3 separate regions of the Mus musculus genome follow, and regions 2 and 3 are each linked to region 1. Evidence: chromatin contacts called from public Hi-C and HiChIP or PLAC-seq data. All regions are on one chromosome and are shown on one strand. Each heading gives the region's core, a stretch centred on a gene start, on an enhancer-like site or on the middle of the called end of the contact. The rest is flanking DNA. Distances are from core to core; before and after follow the strand shown.

The links. Hi-C and Micro-C count contacts between places; a contact is called where the count stands out from the background. HiChIP or PLAC-seq counts read pairs in DNA pulled down with a chosen protein or histone mark.
Region 2: a Hi-C map of B cells shows a contact between it and region 1, with 1.5 times the contacts expected there. The contact joins the enhancer-like site here to the promoter of Tbc1d14 in region 1. A contact is called at or near these places in 1 of 39 promoter capture datasets (neural stem cells), 2 of 484 Hi-C or Micro-C datasets (B cells and large pre-B cells), 1 of 115 datasets of contacts at active chromatin or transcription factors (pro-B cells) and 1 of 9 other capture datasets (liver).
Region 3: a contact with region 1 is called in a FOXA1 HiChIP or PLAC-seq map of pancreatic cancer cells. The contact joins the promoter of Man2b2 here to the promoter of Tbc1d14 in region 1. A contact is called at or near these places in 2 of 39 promoter capture datasets (embryonic stem cells and liver), 2 of 484 Hi-C or Micro-C datasets (the HL-1 cell line and embryonic stem cells), 3 of 115 datasets of contacts at active chromatin or transcription factors (fetal liver, memory CD8 T cells and pancreatic cancer cells) and 2 of 9 other capture datasets (adipose tissue and liver).

Annotation. Positions count from the first base shown.
Region 1 is chr5:36,580,983-36,583,752 of GRCm38.p6, forward strand. It overlaps Tbc1d14 (TBC1 domain family, member 14), which reads right to left and starts at 1,415. Exons shown (of 14, transcript NM_133910.3): 1 at 1,373-1,415.
Region 2 is chr5:36,325,146-36,327,915 of GRCm38.p6, forward strand. All of the region lies in intron 1 of Sorcs2 (sortilin-related VPS10 domain containing receptor 2), which reads right to left. Among named protein-coding and RNA genes, the nearest start is that of Mir7689, 25 kb to the left of the region's middle. Within about 2 kb of position 1,431, at least 24 of the 459 cell types and tissues checked have an H3K27ac peak or open chromatin away from gene starts, as enhancers often do. A contact at or near this core is called in B cells, where this site is marked.
Region 3 is chr5:36,829,235-36,832,004 of GRCm38.p6, forward strand. It overlaps Man2b2 (mannosidase 2, alpha B2), which reads right to left and starts at 1,415. Exons shown (of 19, transcript NM_008550.2): 1 at 1,204-1,415; 2 at 394-540. The coding sequence starts at 1,341.

The DNA.
Region 1 (2,770 bases), core at 165-2,664:
GTCAGAGAGGACCCAGTGGGTCAGGAGATTTAAGAGGTTTGGCAGTCTGAGAAGAACTGGGCATGGGGAGGAAGAAGATTTGAACACACCACAAAGGGTTGAGGAGGAAGGACTGAAGGGGACAGAGGTCTGAACAGGTCAGAGATCTGAGGAAGATACAGGCTCAGATCCTCAGAGCAAACTCGGTTGGTAGCCCACAGCCCCGTGAAAGTTGGACGAGCCAATCGTAGCCTCCGGTCTGAGAAAACTTTAGCAAGATTTGGGAAAAAACGTCTTAGGGGGATGGAGATCCGAGACACATCAGGGGTCTGAGGACCATATCTGAAGAGGCCAGGGGTCTGAGGAGCACCAGGATCTGAACAGGAGAGGGGTTTGAGAAGGACAGAGATCTGAATACCTCAGGGTCTGAAAAGGAGTAAAGGCAGAGATGTGAACAGGACAGGGGTCTGAGGACGCTGGCTCAGGGCGCACAGAGCAGACACCTCTACAGCTCGCAGCACCACATCTGAGGAGAAAACTTTTCACCAAGTTCTGGAAAAGGCGCACGTCGCGACAAGCGCTGGCCGAGGGCAGTCGCACGTCAGCCGGACCCCAGCCCTCCCAGCCGCCCTCTCAGACCTCCCTGCCTGGCCGACGCAGCAGCAGGTGGCAGCGGTCAGCCATCCGCAACCTCTCAGCTTGACCCTGCAGAGCCCCCTCAGTACCCGAGCTACCGCAGCTCCAACGCCATCTCCCCGGCCCGTGGCCCGCAGCCCAGGCCCCGTGGGGCCCGCAACTCGCTGGGCTAAGAGCGTAGACTCCGCAGATGCCCAGCCTCAGCAGGTGCTTGCCGGCCGCCCGCGGCTAAAAGCAGCCAGCGCCAGACCCCACCCCCGCCACGCCCACGCCACGCAGCCACGCCCCCACAAGGCTGCTTCTCTTCCCTTCCGCTGAGCCTCTTTAGCCCAACACCCAACGCAAATCGCTCGCTCCCAGGGCCTCAGGCGTACCGCCACGCCCCGCACTCCAGAGCCACGCCCCCGAGAGCTCACTAGCCACACCCCACGCTCGTCCCTAGTCACACTCCGGGGGACAGGAGCGTTACCACGCCCCGCGCTCCCTATCGCCGCCCTCACGCTCCCTAGCCACGCCCCCGCTAAGCTTCCACTGCTCTTCCGCCAGGGCTCTCGCCCCCCGCCGCAGCTCCGTAGAGCTTAGGAGCCTGCTATTTACTACCGCTGCTCCTCCGGCCTGCCAAGTATCCGTCCTGGGTTTCGGGAGTTGTGTCCCTGGCCCTTTTCTGTCCTCAGGCCCAGGAAGGGCTGCAAGGAAAGTTCCGAGAGAGTCACAGTGTCCATACCGGCACCGCAGACGCCTGGCGGAGGCCCCTTACCTGGTCGGCTCCGCCCGCGGCCATCTTGGAAGTGGGAAGTGGGAGGGAGGGGGAAAGCAGCGCATGGGGCTGATCCAGGCGTGGGGAGCCGAGCGGCGGAGCGCATCGATGGGACGCCCCTGTCCAGCAGCTGGGGGAGTCTTAACAGCCCACGGGAGTATTTAGGGGTACACGTGAGCGCAGGTTACAGATCATTGACCTTGGAATGCCCTCCCGGTATAGCCTTAGCCTGTCACCTGTCAAACGGGCTTTTCTGATCACTGTTTCATTGCGCTTAGTGCCTAGCGCTGTAGTTCGCCAACTTTTGTCTTCACTTTAATATTTCAGTATACAACGCCCAGCAGGCTCAGGAGGTGACAAGACAGGGTTCATCATCAGTGTGTTTTGAAAGTTGTGTGATGGTCTCGCTTAGGAACTAGAAGAGGCCTCACTAGACAGCATCTTTCTCTAGCCTGAGATACAGAGATCCACCTATGTATTAAAGGTGTGTGCCACCACACCTGGCTTTATGCACATTTTACCTTTTTAAGTAGCAAAAATTACAGAGACACAATCTATGAAAAAGTATAATTCAGGAGGTAGAAGTCAGCTAGAGCTGAGCAGAGTTAAGCCAGATGTCTATGGAGGATGTCTTCTATCAGGCCAGGTCATTGTGCTGCATTTCCCTTCCTGAACTCACCTGCACTCGTTTCCTAAGCCTCAAAAAGCAGAGACATGAGTGTTTGTTGGATCCATACAAAGGGTACTTGGGATGATTTGGGTTTATTCTAGGAGTTGTCAGACCCCGAAAATTTACAAACACAAACAAGCCCCTTTAAAACCTGACTGCATTTCAGCCAGGAACCATCACATGAGGCTGGAACCATCACAGTCCTACAGGAAGAGGAATTTCCCTGCCCTGGCAGGTACCTGGAAGCAAGCAGGAGGAAATCCATTTGTCTTGGTTACAGTTCTGTTTGTGCTAGCCTCAAAGTTGCAACCTAGAAAACAATGAGTTTGAACTCCTGATCCTCCCGAGTCTACCTCCCCAGTTCTGGGATTATAGGAATGTACCACCACTTTTGTTTCAATTGTACATTCATTTCAAAACATTAGGTGATGGTTCAACCTCTGTACAACTCTCTCAAATATTTTAAAATATTTTCACAAATCTGAACACAGTCCAGAGGAAGGGCTTACAAGACCAAGGCTATATCAAAAGCTATGAAATGCACACCGTCCCCAGGGATGAAAGAAGACAGAGAGAGGTTGGGGGATAGCTCAGTGGCCTGACTTCAGTTCCAAGGAGGGTAGGGAGGAGAGAAGAAACAGACCAAGAGTCGAGCCATATCTGAGTGTCTTGGGTCTGCACATGTGTTGTAACTTTTAAACTTCCACATGGCATGTGCTGTTTCACAA
Region 2 (2,770 bases), core at 181-2,680, 260 kb before region 1:
TATTCCTGACCCAAGGTGGCCATGTCCACCCAAGCCTAATCTCATGCCAGGTGGGCTGAGCACCAGGCCATGACCTCCAGCTGCTATGGCAGACACTGACGTTAGCTCTCCGAGACAGCGGGCAGTGCATTGACTTCTTCCCAGTTACACGCAGAAATGAACAACCCAACCAAGCAACAACAAAGGCAGTAGACCCAGGAGCAGGGACAGAAAGGGGGTGAGTGGGAGCCACGAGGGGAGGGAGCATGGAGGGCAAGACCCTGGATGCTGGGATGCCCAGGCCCCGCCCATGTGTGTCACAGAATGAAACATCAGCCACAGCAAAGAGCCTTGCACACTGGAAACCCTGGTCAGAAGCACCAAGAGCCCAAGGAGACTCCATGGGACCCTGGGACTGTGGTCCATTTCATAGTACAATGGACAGATAAGCTCAGACTGTATAACCAGACATCCCTTACTGGGGGTCTTCATCTAGGGGGTTGCAGTTGGTACAAGACAATGGCAAGCATCTCAGGATGGCCGGGATGTCACTTATCAGTACCCCTCTTGACCCATTCAAGCTCTAAACAACTAGGGAGTGCCAAGGACCAGGTCAGTAGAAGAACATAAATAACCAAAATACAGGCAGACATCATTGCTTTGTTTATCATTTTGTAGAGAAGGAAGATGAATCAGGCCAGGTTCCATGCAGTAATTTCTCAGACAGCAGCAGTGGACAGCCATGCACCTACAGGACAAGTCCCTTACCTTTGGCTTTGGTATTCCAGAGCCTCTCAGTCACTGGGAGGGGAGGCAAGGCACTGCACTATGGCTTCAGGCCTCTAGGCAACAGGAGCAGAAAGGAAAGCAGGGCCATAGTCACTGGGCTGTGCTGATGCACCTTTAGTAAATGGGAGAATCCCAGTGGGGCCATATTCCAAGTGTGACCTAGTGGCTGGGGAGTCAGCACTGTACAAGAAGCTAAAACTATAAGCAGTGGAAATGAGCCCGTGTGAGAAAGCCCTGGTGCCTGCAAAGCCAGGTGTGTACCACCATGGGCTGTGCACGGTTCACAGCCTCCTGCCAAGACGATGCCTGATCCAGATCCAAAATGCTGGCCTGGGTCCAGCATCTTAGGGGAGATGTCTGCTCTCCCAGCCATGGCAACTGTCCATCAACCCCACAGAAAGCACGTAGCGAGTCTCACCTAGATCTCCAATGTTCACCCCTGTATCCAGGACTCTCTTAGGGACCACCTGCTGGGGAAATGCCATCTCAACTCATTGTATGCTGAAAACAACTACAGCAATCCCAACACATTCTAGAACAGCCACTCACTGGGAGTCTGGGCCACAGAGACTGTGGAAAGGGGATGCCTGTGACATCAGGCCTTGAAAGGAATCAGGAGAGAAACAAACATGTGTGGTCAGAAAAACCTTAGTCACCACCACTCAGGTCCCTGACTCTCAAACAGGAAGAGACAGAGAAGAGACTGAGCAAAGAACCCAGCGTGGCTCTCTGGGTAGACTTGCTTCCTGCTTCCTGCTTCCTCCTTCCTCTCTCCTCTTTCTCCTCCCTCCTCCGCCCTCTTCCTCCTTCCTCTGCACAGTTTTCCATTTTTAATTAATAAGTGCCTCTGAAAAGCCATGCAGCCTGCTGCCAGACTTCATAGCAGGGCATGGGCTCTGTACCAGAGTCACCTCCATCACCTTCTGCCACCAATGCAGTACCTCATCCAGCCCTCCCAGCTCCAGCAAGGCAAGCTGCATGTGACCAAGCAATAGGCAGATGTCAACAAAGACCCCACCCCTGGCTCTTGTTAGTTCCCAGTGCATCCTAGGCCTCCTCTCCCTCCGTGATGAACACATATTCGAGATCCAACAGCCAGAGAGCTACAAATCAAAGCTTTCTCCTCCATGTGTCCTGCTGTTGGGAGGTGGATGTTCCCTCCCAGGCCAGCCAGACCCATGGGAGTCCATTGACTATGGACAAACTTGCCACTTCTCTTTGGTTAGTGAGACTGGATGGCACCCCTGCCTCGGGTCCTTTGATCTCCAAAGGGCTCAGGCAGTGCCCTGACAGCAGCCTGGGGAAGGAAGGTAGATTCAATCATGAGGGGTGGCATGGAGGGGGGCATCATCTCACTTCTCTCCCCAAGGATTGGAATAACACACACACACACACACACACACACACACACTTCAATGTCAGGAGCCAGGACCGGGCCTCACTTCACCCCAGCAAGGCAGAACTGCTTCCCAAGTTCTCCTCCCTCCCACCCCCATCCCTACCAAGTGTCTTCTGTCCCCAACCTCCTAAGGTTGGTCCTCTCAGCCAACCTGTACACCTGAGGGCTGCCTTCCCCACCCATCCTGTACAGGCAGTCAAGGTGATTGGCATGAGTCACTCGAGTGGGAACAAGCTGTGGTGTTCCTCTGTTGTGACCTTGAGCAACCCATGTGACTCTCCTCTGCACCTACCTCTGGGCTTTCTCTCCTCCAAGACAGAATTCATCACTGGGCTCCAGTGAAAGTCACACAAGAACAGGGTCCTTGGCTGCCCTGCTCCATCTAACTCCTTAAGATACTCCAGTCTGGGCCTCAGGATGCAGGTGTCAGTCAGCCCACAAGCCTCAGTTTACTGACCCTGCTCATAGAAACACTTCTACCACCACTGGGTCATCACAGGTCTAGATCTTCAGATAAGGATTGGGTCCTGAAGCACAGAGGCAGGATAGACCACCATCACAGACATATCAGACAGAAACCAGGGATTTTTAAGTGGGGACAGA
Region 3 (2,770 bases), core at 165-2,664, 250 kb after region 1:
GTGTGACACTAAGCTGTCACAGAGCCACAGGGGTTCCAAACACGGCCAGCCAGGGGCAGGGGAGAGTCAGTGTGTGCAGATAGGGGAGGGGACAAAGTTCACCTGGGTGTTGATTAAGCACCAATTCCTGTTGCCTTTTGGGAGAAATGCTAGCCTAGCTTAGGGGTATGTCCGGTCCCCTACCAAGAACAGACAGAAAGATGACGTCACCCTGTCTATGGGCAGTGGCCCTGACCACAAGCCTAGTTTTTGTTGTTGTTGTTGTTTTGTCTTTACAGCTAGCATGTTCCTGAGCACATCTGGAACTCCCTATCTAGTCTCCTCCTGGAACTTTCCTCTCACACTTCGGATACCTTAGGGACCCATGTCCTGACACTCCTGTCCCCACCTTACCTGCTGTTTCTGCTGCTCAGAGGCCACACCGTCCCACCACAGCCGGAAGAACTCCTGCTCCACGGCGATGAAGCGCCGCTGCCCTCCGCGGACCAGTTCCGCCACCACGGTAGTGTAGACATTGGCTGCATAGGCTCTCATGCTTTCCTGGGGAGGCAGAAGCCATCACAACAGCCCCAAGGGTGGTGATGAGTCCAAAGGACCAAAGAGAAGTACAAGAGACCAAGTACCCTGGTGCCTAACACCTCCAGTGTACTCAGACCTAGGGGTATGTGGCAGGAATCACCACTTTCTCTTTATAGACAAGGAACCTGAGCCAGTGGACAGAAAGCCTCTCCCTGCCCGCTCTGTCCAAGGTCTTGAACAGAAAGAACCTCGAGGTTACAGGCCCCATACCAAGCTTATCTGGCTGGGTAGGAGTGTGAAGAGGAAGCTGAACTGGCTAGCCCTCATGTCAGCACCACAGAGGGCCAGCCCAGTTGCCTGTAGTCAGCTGACATCCACCTGCTTGGAAACCTACCCCACCCAAGGTACTCCAGGCTTATTCCTGAGACTGGCTACCTGTCAATCCACACTTTGGGGACACACTCCTCTGCCTTAACTTTTGCAGGGACCGTCTAATAAGATAGATGCCATCAGGACTCCGAGGCAGGAAGTGGCCAGCCCGAGGCTGAGGCTCAGACTGCAGGGGATCAGGCTGGGGGGTGGGGTGGGGTGCTGCAGCCCAGGTCGCCTCTCTTCCCGGCTGGGTCGGGTGCACTCCGCAGGAGGCAGTTACTGTGCAAGGAGCTCAGGAACGCTCCAACTTACCTGGACCGTGAAGACCCAGCCCACGTCCATGTGACTGTGGGGCACCACGAAGGCCCGGATCGGGCCGGCGGGCTGAGCTGCCCGCGGCCACAACAGCAACAGCTGGCCGAGTAGCGGCAGCCAGCGCAGCGGCCCCATTGCTGGGCAGTGGGACGCTGCCAGGGCAGCGGGTCCTGGGTAGAGCGGTCCACTTCCGGGTCCGGGACCCGCGGCGCCGCCTGTCGGCAGGAATGCGCGAGCGCTGCCAGCCACGGGCAGGGCACGAGCTTTGTGTGGTACGGCGCCCCTTGTCGGCTAGAGTGTGTATTGCAGCTTTCGTCCCTATATGGTGGTCTTGCAGCTCAAGGCCACTACCTCCAGACTTGGAGACCGCTGTTGTCTACACAGAGGGAAACCTTCCAGGATAACACGCTCTCCGACGCAGACCTCTAGCCTCAGGGTGGCTTGACTTGAAATTTTTTAGTTCATTTTAAGGAAGCGAAACTGGCTTTTTACAGACACAGCGACGAAAGGGTCAGGGTTGGTAGGTTCAGAATCAAATCTGGGGTCTTGGATGGTGAGCTGGGGCAGATGTTTAATCTCTTTGATCCCCATAAAATGGGATGTGATAATAGAGGAGGCATGAGTTGCTAGGGACATGGGATCTAAATGAATGAAGTCCCCATCTCTCAGCCAATTAAAACTGGTGACTTTACAATTGGTAAGAGAGCAGTTCCCTGAATCACCTCTGTAGCTCCTCCGTGGCCAGCAGGTGGTCTATAGTTTGGGGTTTTCTGGGCTGTGGTGGGGCCAGAGGTGTGACTCTGACTAGCCTGTTTTGTCACTTGCCCTTCAGCAAATGCGACCAAAACCCAAGCTGTTCTTTGAGCAAGCTCAGATCCCTCTCTATCCTGTCCACGGACCTGAGACCTCTAGATTCCACAAGAGGTCAGACCTTTCCATGAAGAAGTGGGCAGCCATTTACCAACTTGTGCGGCCACCGCTTTAGGACTCAGGTGGACTACATTTCCCAGCCTCCTTTGCATGACAAATGTTAGCCAATGGGATGTGGACCACCACAAGGGTTCTATGGATGGGACCTGGGTCCACTAGAAGAGCAACCAGCGCTGTCAACTGCTATGCCATCTCTCCAGCCCAATCATAGCTTCTTAAATTATGTGTGTTGTGACCACATATGTGGGGCTGCAAAAATTTTGGCAACGGTAAAGTTTTCGAATGTCTAGTAACACACTCAAACCTAAAGAATCGGAGGTATTTCTGGCGGTGCTCACTCATGGTACTTCAGATGATGTCACTGCCACCTTGGATCTGAACACATGGCACTAGCGCTTTGCACTGTGAAGGCTGACACTCTATGCAGCAAACACCACCCAGAACATTTTGGTTCAGATATGCTGTGAATTGCGTTGTTTTTCAGCAAATAGACAACATCTATGCTGTTACAGAAACAATGGTTTACTCTCAAAAACAAATATTTAATATTTTCCTTCCATAATTTCTCAACATATGAGCATCACATTAGTGTATGTTTGGATTGTCGTAAGCTAGAATGTTGTACCGTGTTTTA